Regions from separate parts of the Mus musculus genome. Here region 1 is linked to region 2. The links are chromatin contacts, called in public Micro-C maps. All regions are on one chromosome and are shown on one strand. Each heading gives the region's core, a stretch centred on a gene start, on an enhancer-like site or on the middle of the called end of the contact. The rest is flanking DNA. Distances are from core to core; before and after follow the strand shown.

Evidence for each region. Hi-C and Micro-C count contacts between places; a contact is called where the count stands out from the background.
Region 1: a contact with region 2 is called in a Micro-C map of embryonic stem cells, with 4 times the contacts expected there. The contact joins the enhancer-like site here to the promoter of 2610318M16Rik in region 2. A contact is called at or near these places in 3 of 39 promoter capture datasets (embryonic stem cells and stem cell-derived epiblast-like cells), 85 of 484 Hi-C or Micro-C datasets (the 3T3-L1 cell line, 3T3-L1-derived adipocytes, the AML12 cell line and 38 more), 4 of 115 datasets of contacts at active chromatin or transcription factors (astrocytes and embryonic stem cells) and 1 of 9 other capture datasets (embryonic stem cells).

Annotation. Positions count from the first base shown.
Region 1 is chr14:8,608,881-8,614,165 of GRCm38.p6, forward strand. The region is part of intron 4 of Cfap20dc (CFAP20 domain containing); the gene reads right to left. Among named protein-coding and RNA genes, the nearest start is that of Cfap20dc, 55 kb to the right of the region's middle. Within about 2 kb of position 1,426, at least 8 of the 459 cell types and tissues checked have an H3K27ac peak or open chromatin away from gene starts, as enhancers often do. A contact at or near this core is called in the AtT-20 cell line, embryonic stem cells and trophoblast stem cells, where this site is marked.
Region 2 is chr14:8,364,567-8,370,489 of GRCm38.p6, forward strand. 2610318M16Rik (RIKEN cDNA 2610318M16 gene) reads left to right here and starts at 2,874. Exons shown (of 4, transcript NR_151471.1): 1 at 2,874-3,008; 2 at 3,152-3,253; 3 at 3,675-3,718. Oit1 (oncoprotein induced transcript 1) reads right to left here. Exons shown (of 10, transcript NM_146050.2): 2 at 2,468-2,523; 3 at 223-330. The coding sequence starts at 2,480.

The sequences.
Region 1 (5,285 bases), core at 176-2,675, 240 kb after region 2:
CTGTGCTCTGAGACCCCTCTGGCCACAGTACCTACACCTCTTTTCTCTGCCTCGACAGAGGGTTACTGTCTTCACTGCACAGCCTTATGGGGCACTTAGAAGAGAAAATTAGAAGATATAGTTGCACAAAGCAGCCTGCCTCTCTGTGTCTCTCTGTGGAGACTTTTTCCATCTACTGAATCTATTTTTTAGACTGAAAATTTTCCAAAACAGCTACCACCAAATCTTCATGTTTTCAACTGTAATTCTGTGGAAAATGTTGTCAATAATTTCCCATCAAAACCTTATTATAGAAATTTAAAAAATTTTTTATCTAAAACAACAAAAGGAGTTAGAACATTTCTAAAATTAGAGTATTATTTTTATTAGGAACCATTAGGGGAATCAACTATTGGTATTTTACTAAGCCAGAATAAGCTAGCTGCATTCAGATCACTCGCCCTTCTACTCACAGATAGGTGCAGCCCTCACTCCTTTCCAAGGAAGCTCCTTTTGATGACACATAGAGACTATCTCAGAACTACAGTTGGTCAAAATAAAGGCGGTGCCTGACAATGGGATGCTCACAGCCAGTCGCTGCACCATACTTGAGGCTCAGGAAAAAGCATGGCAGAGGAGATGGAATAACTGACCGTAAGAGCCAGCAGATCAGCTCATCTGCTGCTAGACTGTGTCTTCTAGACACAGCAGTCTGTTCCCATGAGATCTCAATGCTATGGCTGCTTAGATAAGACCCACATAATGGCAAAACTAATGAATATGCCGATGCAGGTAGGGAAACCTCGCAAGGCCTCACTCCTACATGAAGCGGCATAGGCAGTCTAAGGTTGATGAGAGACGGAGAACCAGCTTTCTCTGGGGAGCAGCTACCTGATAGGTTATCAAATTCCAAGTGGTTGGAGCACATTGTATATACAAGCAACACTAAATGGATTCAGTAGATTTTGTATGTGAGTGAGTATGCATGTATACATATGTAGGTAACTAATAAAGAATAGATCTGAAATTTGAGAAAGAATGGAAAGGACATAAGAGGAGTTGCAGCATAAAGAGGGAGGGGACTGTTATAAATATAGTACTCTAGTATGAAATTCTCAAAATAATACATTTAAATTAAAAAGAATATCTAAAGTTCATCTTCAAACAAAAGATAAAGATCTAATATGACTATAAAGATTACTTTTCTTTTGTTTTGTTTGTTCTGTTTCGTTTCATTTTGTATCATCCCGACTGAGTGATCACAGCCTTAGTTAAATATTTATTCTAGGAATATAGATGAAAGTTGGTGCAAGTTAGACAGCTTTGTAGAACAGACTGCCTCCCAGATGTTGATGGCCTCAGCTAGTCAGTCCTAGGGAAACTGTGTAGGAGAGACCATGCTCTCTGCCTGCTTTTGGGTGGGGCAGCAGTCCTCTCCTTTGTGATGTGGAGTCACGCCTTGACAGGTCTTTCAGTCTGAGCTGAGTCACCCACTCCAGGCACTCCACTCTGCTCCCTATGGATTATGGGACTTCTCTGTCTCCATCACTGCACTACGTTCATAAGCCAAAGCCATAGAAGAAAGACACAACACAGGTACCAGGAATGCTTCTCTGGACACCCTAGAGTAATATAATATATTTACTAATTTTATGTTACTCTTTTGGCTATAAATGAATCAAGACTGTCTTTACTTGTGAGCATCCCTTCCTGAATAACACCAGATTCTGTTTCATTGCCAAGCAGTGTCATTTCCAAACTTATTTATACAAATACATGTCACCTACTAACAAACTAAGTACCAAACCAACAACCAAACAACAACAAAAGACAGCTGTGGTTTATGCTAACTGCAACAAATGAGCAAAAAGCTGTTATGGAGAAAATTTTTATTTACCTTAGTAACATATCTTAAACAGATTTTTCAGGCCAGGTGTATAAAGGAATCTCCTCACTGCCTACTGTATCCTGTGCCAAGAAAACAAACAACAGCAAAGATCTGGTCTGAAGCTGTTTATTATTGATCAACAAAGATGACAGGAAGCTAGCACCAGAATGTAAATAAGCTTTCTCACCAAGAACACTCTTTTTTTCCTACCAGAAGCTTTCACAGAGGAAAAGCACCGTATTACACTGTGGTCCAACTTCCTTATCTCACAGCAATGGCCACTTTGAACAACACTGTTCTCTGATTTTAAAAGCTCTCAGGTGTTACTTTGTTTTTATAATACATCAGTTTTATTGAACTCTTATTATGTACACAGTACTTGCACTAATATATTCAGTCCTCTCAAAACCTTTGTGAAATTTGTCATCATAATCATCGTCATCATCAGTGCCATCATCAACATCCTCTTCCTCCTCCTCCTCTCCCTCCCCCTTCTCTTCCTCCTCCTCCTTCTCTTCCTCCTCCTCCTCCTCCTCCTCCTCCCTTCTCAATGAAAACAACTGCAGCACAGTGTTTCCAGACAGTTGGCAGTGGCCTAGGATGTGATCTAGAGAGTGGGTGATGATTGATGTCTGGGTGATGAATGTATTGACCACTTCATATACGATCTTGAAATGTGAATCCTAACGACAGCTTACTGAGAGAGGCTTTATTGTCTCCATCTCAGAATGGAGGGGCAATGTCCCCAGACTGCGAGTTTCCCAGAGACAGTGAAATAATTTATGCCTGCCTGCTCTCTTTGGTAGCCTTGAAGGACCCTGGGCTGACAGGCATTGTAAAGAATTACTATGGCCTCCGCCTTTGTGAAGTCAGACATATTACCAGTGACCCAAGTACCCGATAGATAAGATGTTTTGCCTTGGGCAAGTGGAGGTTAAAGAGTGTGTCTGTGTGTGCATGCTCGAACATGCACGTTTAGAGGCCAGAGGCTGCCATTGGATAGCTTCTGTAATCATCCTCCAACTCATCTCTCACTAAAGCCAGAACTCACCAACTGACTAGACTGCCTGGGTAGTGAACCCCAGCGATCCTCCTGTTTCTTTCCTCCCCAGTCTTTGGGCTACAGACATGAGCAACCACATCCGTTTGTTTGTTGTTGTTGTTTTCTTTCTTAATGGGTGCTATGGATCAAAATAAGGTCCTTAGGTTTGTGTGTCATGCATTTCACTAAGCTATCTTTCTAGGCCATAATGACTTCTTTTAAAGACATACTCAAACCCTAAGGCTCAGGAGAGGACAAGTCTAGTCACATTGAGTTGTGAATGACTGAATGTCTAGGCACTTCTCTCAATACTGATGTCCACAGAGATCTCCTACAAGATCTGACTTCTGCCTTGGGAGAAAGGTATAGAGAATGTGATCCAGTAAGAGCTTAGACAGCCAGTTCCCACAGATGCCAAGGTAAGGATAGTATGTACAATCTACTTTCCAAACACAGGGTTGAGCATGTTAGAGTCCAGAGTCCAGCAAACACTCAGCTGGTGTTTGCTCCTGTGTTGTTTGGATAATGTAAGGTACTGCCCAGACATGACTGAGTGAGCCTCTGAAAAGCTTCCAAAGATCCCACTGCAGTACTGACTCTGGTAATAGCTGTCCCAGAAATAGGGCTTCCCTTTCAGCATGCATGTCCCAGGAAGAGGCTGCTCCATGACTGATACAGGGACTTAGGTTAGGATGCAAACAGTGTCAGTGCTAACAAAGTGAAAAAGACAGGGATGTCCACTGACTCTGTCCACGGAGTTGGTTGCATAGAAGGAGAAAGAGGTGGGTGGACTCGATAGTTTCAAGCCATGGGACCTATAATAGTGATGGCATGTGGTCTGAGAGATACAAACTGTGGATATTTAAAGGGCTTTGCACTGGGCTTGTTTTGGTAACCACTAGAGCTAACTCAGAATGGTCTCGGATCTTAAAAGGGTTCTAGGGCTTATATCTCACTGCATTCAGTATGGGAAACACCAGAAATACAAAGTTCCAACTTGGAAATTTGGTATAGGAAAAGTACATTTGAACTTCCTGTTTTTTCTCCCTGCCCCCGACCCAAATTACTAAAGTTATATTTGCAGAAGTTTTCTGTGTCAGCCAGCTTGCACAAGGGTGTGGGGAAAATGTTTTAAAAACCAATGTAGCACAGCCAGAGTCGGAGAGAATAATAAATGGTAAGTGCGCACACACTTGTATTACTTTTTTAAAATGAGGGAAGGATAACTGGATGGTACAATTGGGGACCACAGTCCTCACCAAGGTGGGCAGGGGACTGTGATGCCTGATAGCAAGGACATTCAGGAATGTTGGGGAAGGAGCGGAGGGAAGCCGGAGGGAAGCCGGAAACATTTCCAGGCCTGCTAGTGCCTGAAACAGTGAGGAGAGTCATCGAGCAGGCAGAGGAGAGGAGAACCTCCCCCGAGAGAACAGGCTTTGTGCGTCTCTAGAGAGAATGGCCATGGGAGAGCCTCCGGACACAGGCCGATGGGGCTCAGGTGAGGCACATGAGAGAAAAATATCTCAGTTCTGAACGAAAATTGAAGGTTCTGACTAGATCCTCAACCATAAAATGAACCCCTTCATAAAGTGAAATGGGGACAAAGAGCTCTGACACAGGAGTGATAAAGAAAACTGAATATAAGTTAAAGTACAAATCGCAAGAATTGTCTTATTAACTACATGTCTATATTAGTATTGCTTTAAGGAGCTTGTGCTTCAACGACCGTTGGCTTCGGTGTAGAGGGGAGGTCCAGTGTGATTATAGGACCCGGGACTCCCAAGGACTCTGCCATTAGGGTGGCCGGAAGAGAAGGAATAGACTCAGACACACGGCAAACAATGAAACAAGTAAGTCTGGGCATTTTAAAATGCCAAGCAGATCCTAAAATACTATTTGATAGGCCACCATGTTTACAGATAATTAATTAATTAATTAGTTAATTAGTTAATTAATGTGCCTCACTCTCAGAGGTCAGAAGAAAACTTATTAGGAGTCAGTTCTCTTCTTTACCACAGGGACTCTAAGGAACTCAGCTTGGGTCATCAGGCTTCATGGCCAGTCCTGTACTTGCTGGCCACTGTCCTAACCTATCTGGGAGCCAGAAAAATGAAGTCATGGCACATGGACTGTCAGGGCCCAGCAGAAGTGAGCTGGGGCTGCAGTTCTGTTAACCTGCTTAGAGGAACTGGGGCAAGATGACTCCCCAGGCCTTGGGTTTTCTCACTTGCAGAGCTGTCTCCTACTCCTACCAGTTAAGAGTAAGCTAATGTAGGAGTGGCCAGCTCCCTCCCTCTCCCTCCCTCCCTCTCCCTCCCTCCCTCTCATTGCCTCTCCCTCCCTCCCTTCTAAGAGAGAGAGCATTAGCTGTGGATG
Region 2 (5,923 bases), core at 1,624-4,123:
TTCTTTGCTTCCTTCTTTCCTTCCCTCTGTCCTGCCTTAGGTAAGGGTCTTAGAATACTTCTCTGCTCTCCATAGCTTCCTGGAAGTCCAGGAATCTTATCCATATCCCACAATGCCAGTGCCCAGCTCATCACATCTGGCTGCCTCCTGGCTCACCTCAGGAGAGAGGTCCTCAGCACCCTAGTCCCTGCTCTGTGGATTATGGCCACGAGCCCCACTCACCCAGCCAGCGTGGCAGACGAATTGTTTTCCTGCTGAAGCTTGTGTAGCTGCGGAGGAAGACCCACATGGTGACTATGGTAAAGATGAAGACCACAACACGGATCAGACCTGCAAGTAGGGAAATTCTGTTAGGTCATGTGTCATATCCCAACAGGAGGCCATGTAGAAAGTTCATGTTTGAGTTCTTACCAAATTCTAACATGATGGCAGCGGGGGTGGGGGACTCTCGGTCATGTGTACAGATCATGTCCACGACATGAGACTGTGCTGAGACCACACAAGAGTCCATGCTGGGATCAGTCAGTGAGATTGGTGATCAGATATTGTGAATCCTTCCAAACTGCCATTGTAAATGAGTTGAAAGTGTTCCTCCTTGGGGTCTAGTTAGCTGCCCAGAGAGAATCCTCAGGGATATAACCTCTGTACTGTGTGCAGGAATTCACCCTCTCTCAGCTAAAGTCAGTCAATCCTAAAGAATAGATATGATGACATCTATTGCTGTGGCCTCTGGCCTCCACGGTTCCAGCTGCAACCTCTCCCCATTTAGCCTCTCTCACATCATTCTATTTTTATTTAAATATCATCATCATACTACTTGGATGTTATCTAACTCTACTTCCTAGAACAGGATGTTTTTGAAGGCAAGGGTTTTATTTTGTATACAGAGCATGTATTAATATGTATTTGACGAATGAAAGAAAAACAGATGTATGCATGTATGTATGTAAAGATGGATAGATAATGAGTACAAGAGTGGATGAGTGGGCAGATGGATGGATGGGTGGGTAGATGGATGGATGGGTGGGTGGATGGGTTCAGCATTTTCAGAACAGGATACAGCTCTCCAGCCTCCCCTGGCTTACAGGCATTAGTGACTCCAGCCCCTACACTGGGGAGCAATCCCATACATGGAGGGATACCAAGAGCTTTGCCTTGCAAGGACCAGAAAGCATAACCATATGGTCTCATTTGCTTTAGGGGATACTCCTTGTCCTCTGGCGCAAAGTGGAATTCCCCTCGGGCCCCAGTCCACACTTGGCAGCACCCATTCTGTGGCAAGTACTATACTGACAGCTTTAAAACAGATGATCTCAACTCATCTACTAAATCTTTGTGCTTGGTAATATATTACTTCACCGATGATGAAACCGAGGCTCGAAGAGATAGCTGCACTCCCATGATTACTTGGAAGGAGTAAGGTTGGAGTCCAGGAAAGTAAGTAAGCTGACTCCCAATCAGCTGCCACGCCTTCTCAGAGTTGCTAGGGAACATAAATGGGGTGTGTGTGTGTGTGTGTGTGTGTGTGTGTGTGTTGCACTCACTCTGCATTTCAATGCCTGTACAAAGGGGTCCAGGACGAGTGTGTGCCCTAAAGACCTTTGTCTCACCACTGAGGACCCTGCAAAGCCATCCTTGAGGTTGGTATGCGGCCTCTGACTTCTGGCCAGGTGTTTCTAAGCTGGGATTCTAGGCAGAGGGGGCCACTGGAGACAGCAGTGGTACAGCTCGCCCAGCCGGTAGATGTATCCAAACTGCGGGACACAGGCAGCCCAGGATAGCTAAAACTGTGACCCAACACATGAAATCACAAAAATCATAAACTTAAAAACATTCAAAGGTTTTTGGTTTTTTTAAATGAATGGAAAGGTGGCTTAGTGGGTAAAGAACTGGCTTCACAGGTATGAAGGCCTAAGATCAGGTCCCCAGCATACGCGTCAGAGTCAGTCCAGGGATCTCTGACCTCAGCACTACCAGAAGATGTATGTGAGCAGAGACAAGCATGTCCTGGGGGTCTCAGAGCTGGGGAATTCCAAGTTCAATAAAACACCCTGTCTCAAAAAACAGAGATTGAGAAGCAAACAGCTGACATTACCTCTGACATCTATGCACACCTGTGCACACACATGTGCCACACATGCGCACACACACACACAGCTTTATTTATGTATTTATTTATAGTAACTTATTAGTGGTTATAATGTGTGGACTTTGTAGATGACACAGTTATGTCACAGTATCCAAAGGTTGGACACACCAATAGGGATAAGGTCTTGTCCTCTGTTCTCCCAGGTTTCCCTGCGTGATGTCCTCCTGGAGTTCTTGCTGGGGCCTTAGACAAGAGATACTGAACCATCTCTGAGGCTGGGATAGGTAGACACTGATGATAGCAAAGTGAGCCCAAACAAATTTTAGAGCCGACTCCCCAACCCCCCCCCCCCCCCCCAAAGCTGCAGATCCCTGGTACCTGCCACTCTCATCCTGTTGAAGTGAAGAATGGGTTGCGGTCAGGTCAGCGTTAACCTGTGCAGAAAAACAAAACAAAACAAAACAAAAAAACAAAACAATTGCAAACTGACCTCTAGGGTCTGAAGATGAGAGTGGGTGCTGGAACTATTCCTTTCACCTGCCCTGTGAGCAGAGGAGCCACTTTTGTCCCTTCTACCTCAACATCTCCAGGGATCCTGTATTTCACCTAATGACTCAGAGATTAGCAAGTAGATTTTCATAGTTGATTTACCTTCATTCCCTTTGTTATCATGGCAGCATTCTAGGCTCCACCCAACAGTTACCTAGCAACAGCCAGGTCGACCTGCTTGCTTTTCTTTGCTCTCTCTGACCCCTTTCTCACTCTCTCTCCTTCCCTCCCCCCTCTCTCCTTGCATTCATCTTCCCCCTCCTGCCCCCCTCCCCCATTCTTTTCCTGCCTACACTCTGACTCTAGTCCCTTCTCAACCTTGCTTCCCAAGCCCCAGATAAACTCTATTCTATACTAGCAGGCCTGGCAGGTACCTCAGAGGGGAGGGATGCCTCAGCACGGGCGCGCTACAAAACATACTGTTTTTATGAAACCTATCACCCTTCTCCGCTCTCTCTCTTCCTGCCTCCCTCCCTTTCTCCATCTCTTCCCCACTCCTGCCTGACTGTCCAGGGCTGTCAGCCACTCAAAGCACCAGTAAAAGGAAGTGACTTTTGTTGCTGTGTGGAGATAGTAGTAGGCAGGACAGGTGTTCCGCAGGCAAGCTTCTGCCAGGTGCCTTATGAATATCTCTTTTCATGGATCTGTAAGGACAACTCACTATGGTTAAGCCCAAGGCCATTCAGCAGGGAGAAGGAAGGGGACAGATTTGGACACACATCTGCTGCTACAGGGTCCCTGGGTCCCCTCAGGGTTTGACTTCTTGTACTTTTTGTTTCAGAGGAGAGCTGAAACCAGGATTTTCTCCCTTCTTGTGTCCCAGGCAGGGTCTGGGTCATTCTTTTAAGCCCTCAGTGTTGTCCTGAGGAGCTGAGCAGTTGCCAGAAATGTGCCAGCTTTGAGTCTCCTGGAGGCCAGCTGGTGCTTAGGAGAGGAGGGGGGGGGGGCTGGGTGGATGGAGCCTGGGGCAAGTGACCTTTCATTCCCTTCCTCCCCTCCCCCCTAATTTTTTTCTCCCAAGAATCTATCTTAACAGACATCCTTTCAACAGTCTCCAGTGTCCAACTGCCAAGGACTCGGGTAAGGCTGGAGACAGAACTACACACCCACAAGCCTGACTGCATCAGGTCAAGCCTTGCGGCTCTCTCTGTGTCTGTCTATACAGGAGGACTGAGGCTGGATCTACCCTCACTTTTAAACAATGGTAACATTGCTGATCCCTCCAGTGGGAAGACCTACTGTCATCACCTCCGGCAGGGCTCCAGAGTCAGGGATCTGAGCTGTTACCTTGTTGTGTGCCTGCTCCTTCCACCTATAACTCCCCTCAAGAAAGCTTTTACAAAAAAAAAAAAAAAAAAAAAAAGAAAAAGAAAAAAAAAAAAAAAGAAAAGAAAGCAAGCTTTTACAGACCCTTTAACTCCCCTGAGAGTCAAATGCCATTTTTTTCAGATATAAAATATATTGTCATGGCATGGGGGTCCTTGGAACGTGCCTTGTGGCTCAGAGGCTCCCCCAGATGAGAACTAAAGGACATCCTGGCCCCGCCCTCCTCCCGCCACTACTGTGTAGTATGGGGGCAGCCAGGGTAGACGGTCAGAGCTGGGATAGGACAGACATGGGCAGTAACAGAGTGTGCAAAAAAAGCAGACCTGAGCCAGGGCTGAGGAAGGAAAAATTAAGAATGAAACAGAAGCAGAGGTGGAGGGTAACGGGCAGGGGTTTGAGGGAGGAGGAGATGAAGAGTGAGGAGTCTTGGTGGATACTCAGACACCTGAAAATCAGGCAACATTATTTAGGGGAGGAGAGAGGGCCAGGGCACACAGAAGACTCTGGCTGGGTAGCCAAGCTTGGAAGGATCTGGTTTCAGGGTTGGGGTGGAGAGCAGCACACAGTACTGTCTTGGCCATGGGTTCTCCAGCCTGAAATCCTACCTGCTTGAGTTCTTGGCTACCACCTGACACCCAAAGAGCTCCCTGACCTCCAGAGTCCCCAATGAGCTCATCTTGGTGGCCAAGTGGGTGCTATGGGGTCTGAGCTTAGGGCTGGCATGCTTCTGGGGTGGGGGTAGGAAAAAAAGCACCAGGAGTAGGTGACATGTGTGGGGAAGGAGAGTTCTCTCTGCAGCCATCAATATGTGAGAAAAGCTTCCTTGTCACAACTGGTCATTAGGGTTGCAAAGTTTCAGGGGAGAGGTCTCCTCGTTCTAGATGCAGCCAGGCCTAGTGGCCTAGGGCACTGATATAACTGCAGAGCAGTGCTCATCCAATTGTAGCATTTTCTACAATACACAACAGGTAGAGAGGGTGTGGGGGAGGGAATAAAGGGAGGGTTGTGAGGAGGCCCCCAGCTGCTGTGAGCTGTGCTCTCCTGCCCTGACCAGAGAGCCACTCAAGCCCTCCCTGTCCTTGGCCTGTCCCTCCCCCACTCTCTAATGATTTCTGTCTCCAGATCAGCTTACAAGCTCTGACATTTTCTTCTCCCCAGCTAGCTTTGTGACTGTAGGTCCAGGACCACATAAGCATTGAGGAATGCTCAACAAATATTCAGGGATGGGATGAATTGAATCCGGCGCAGTCTCACTTCAGCGAGGCCAAGTCATTTCTAAGGCCACACAACAAACTGTGGACTTTATTCCTGGAGCATTTGCTGAACATCAAAGCCAGGCTGAGCACCAGGCACACCAGGCACAGGGGAATGACTGTGACAAGTTACACTTTGGAACACTCCTGGAACTTGCATTAACTAAGTCCTTGGTCTGCACACTAAGAGTCTATCTCTGGAGCAATCTTAGTTTGTAAGACTCCTAGTAAAAAACCCACTTTCTCTGGGAAGACTTCTCTGGCCCTGGAAGTCAAGGTTAAACATGTCCATGTGGTCCTGAATAGAGGCACATTCATCATGTTACCTTAACCTGACACATGGGGCTGACAACCAGCCTTCTTGGTGTTTGTGGTTGCTTTTGAAGTTAGCATATGACCCAGGCAAGACCAATCAATCAGATGCTTTACTGATACGGAGAGACACTGGCTAAGATCTCTCCCTGGATCTGCTTCTGTTAAGTCTGGGGTCAATTCCATGTATCCTTTCCCAACAGGGAGGGACATGACCTGCCAGAGGGGGCTGGGCAGTATGTGAAGGGCTGATCATGGAAGAATCAAACAGTGATGAATGCGCTCTACTGAGAAAGATGCCACGTCTGGGGGTCAGGCAGACTGGCTTGCTGCTTGTAAGGTTGTGTAGGGGGTCTTAATTCTCTTTTTGAAAAAGAGGTGATACTATCTACCT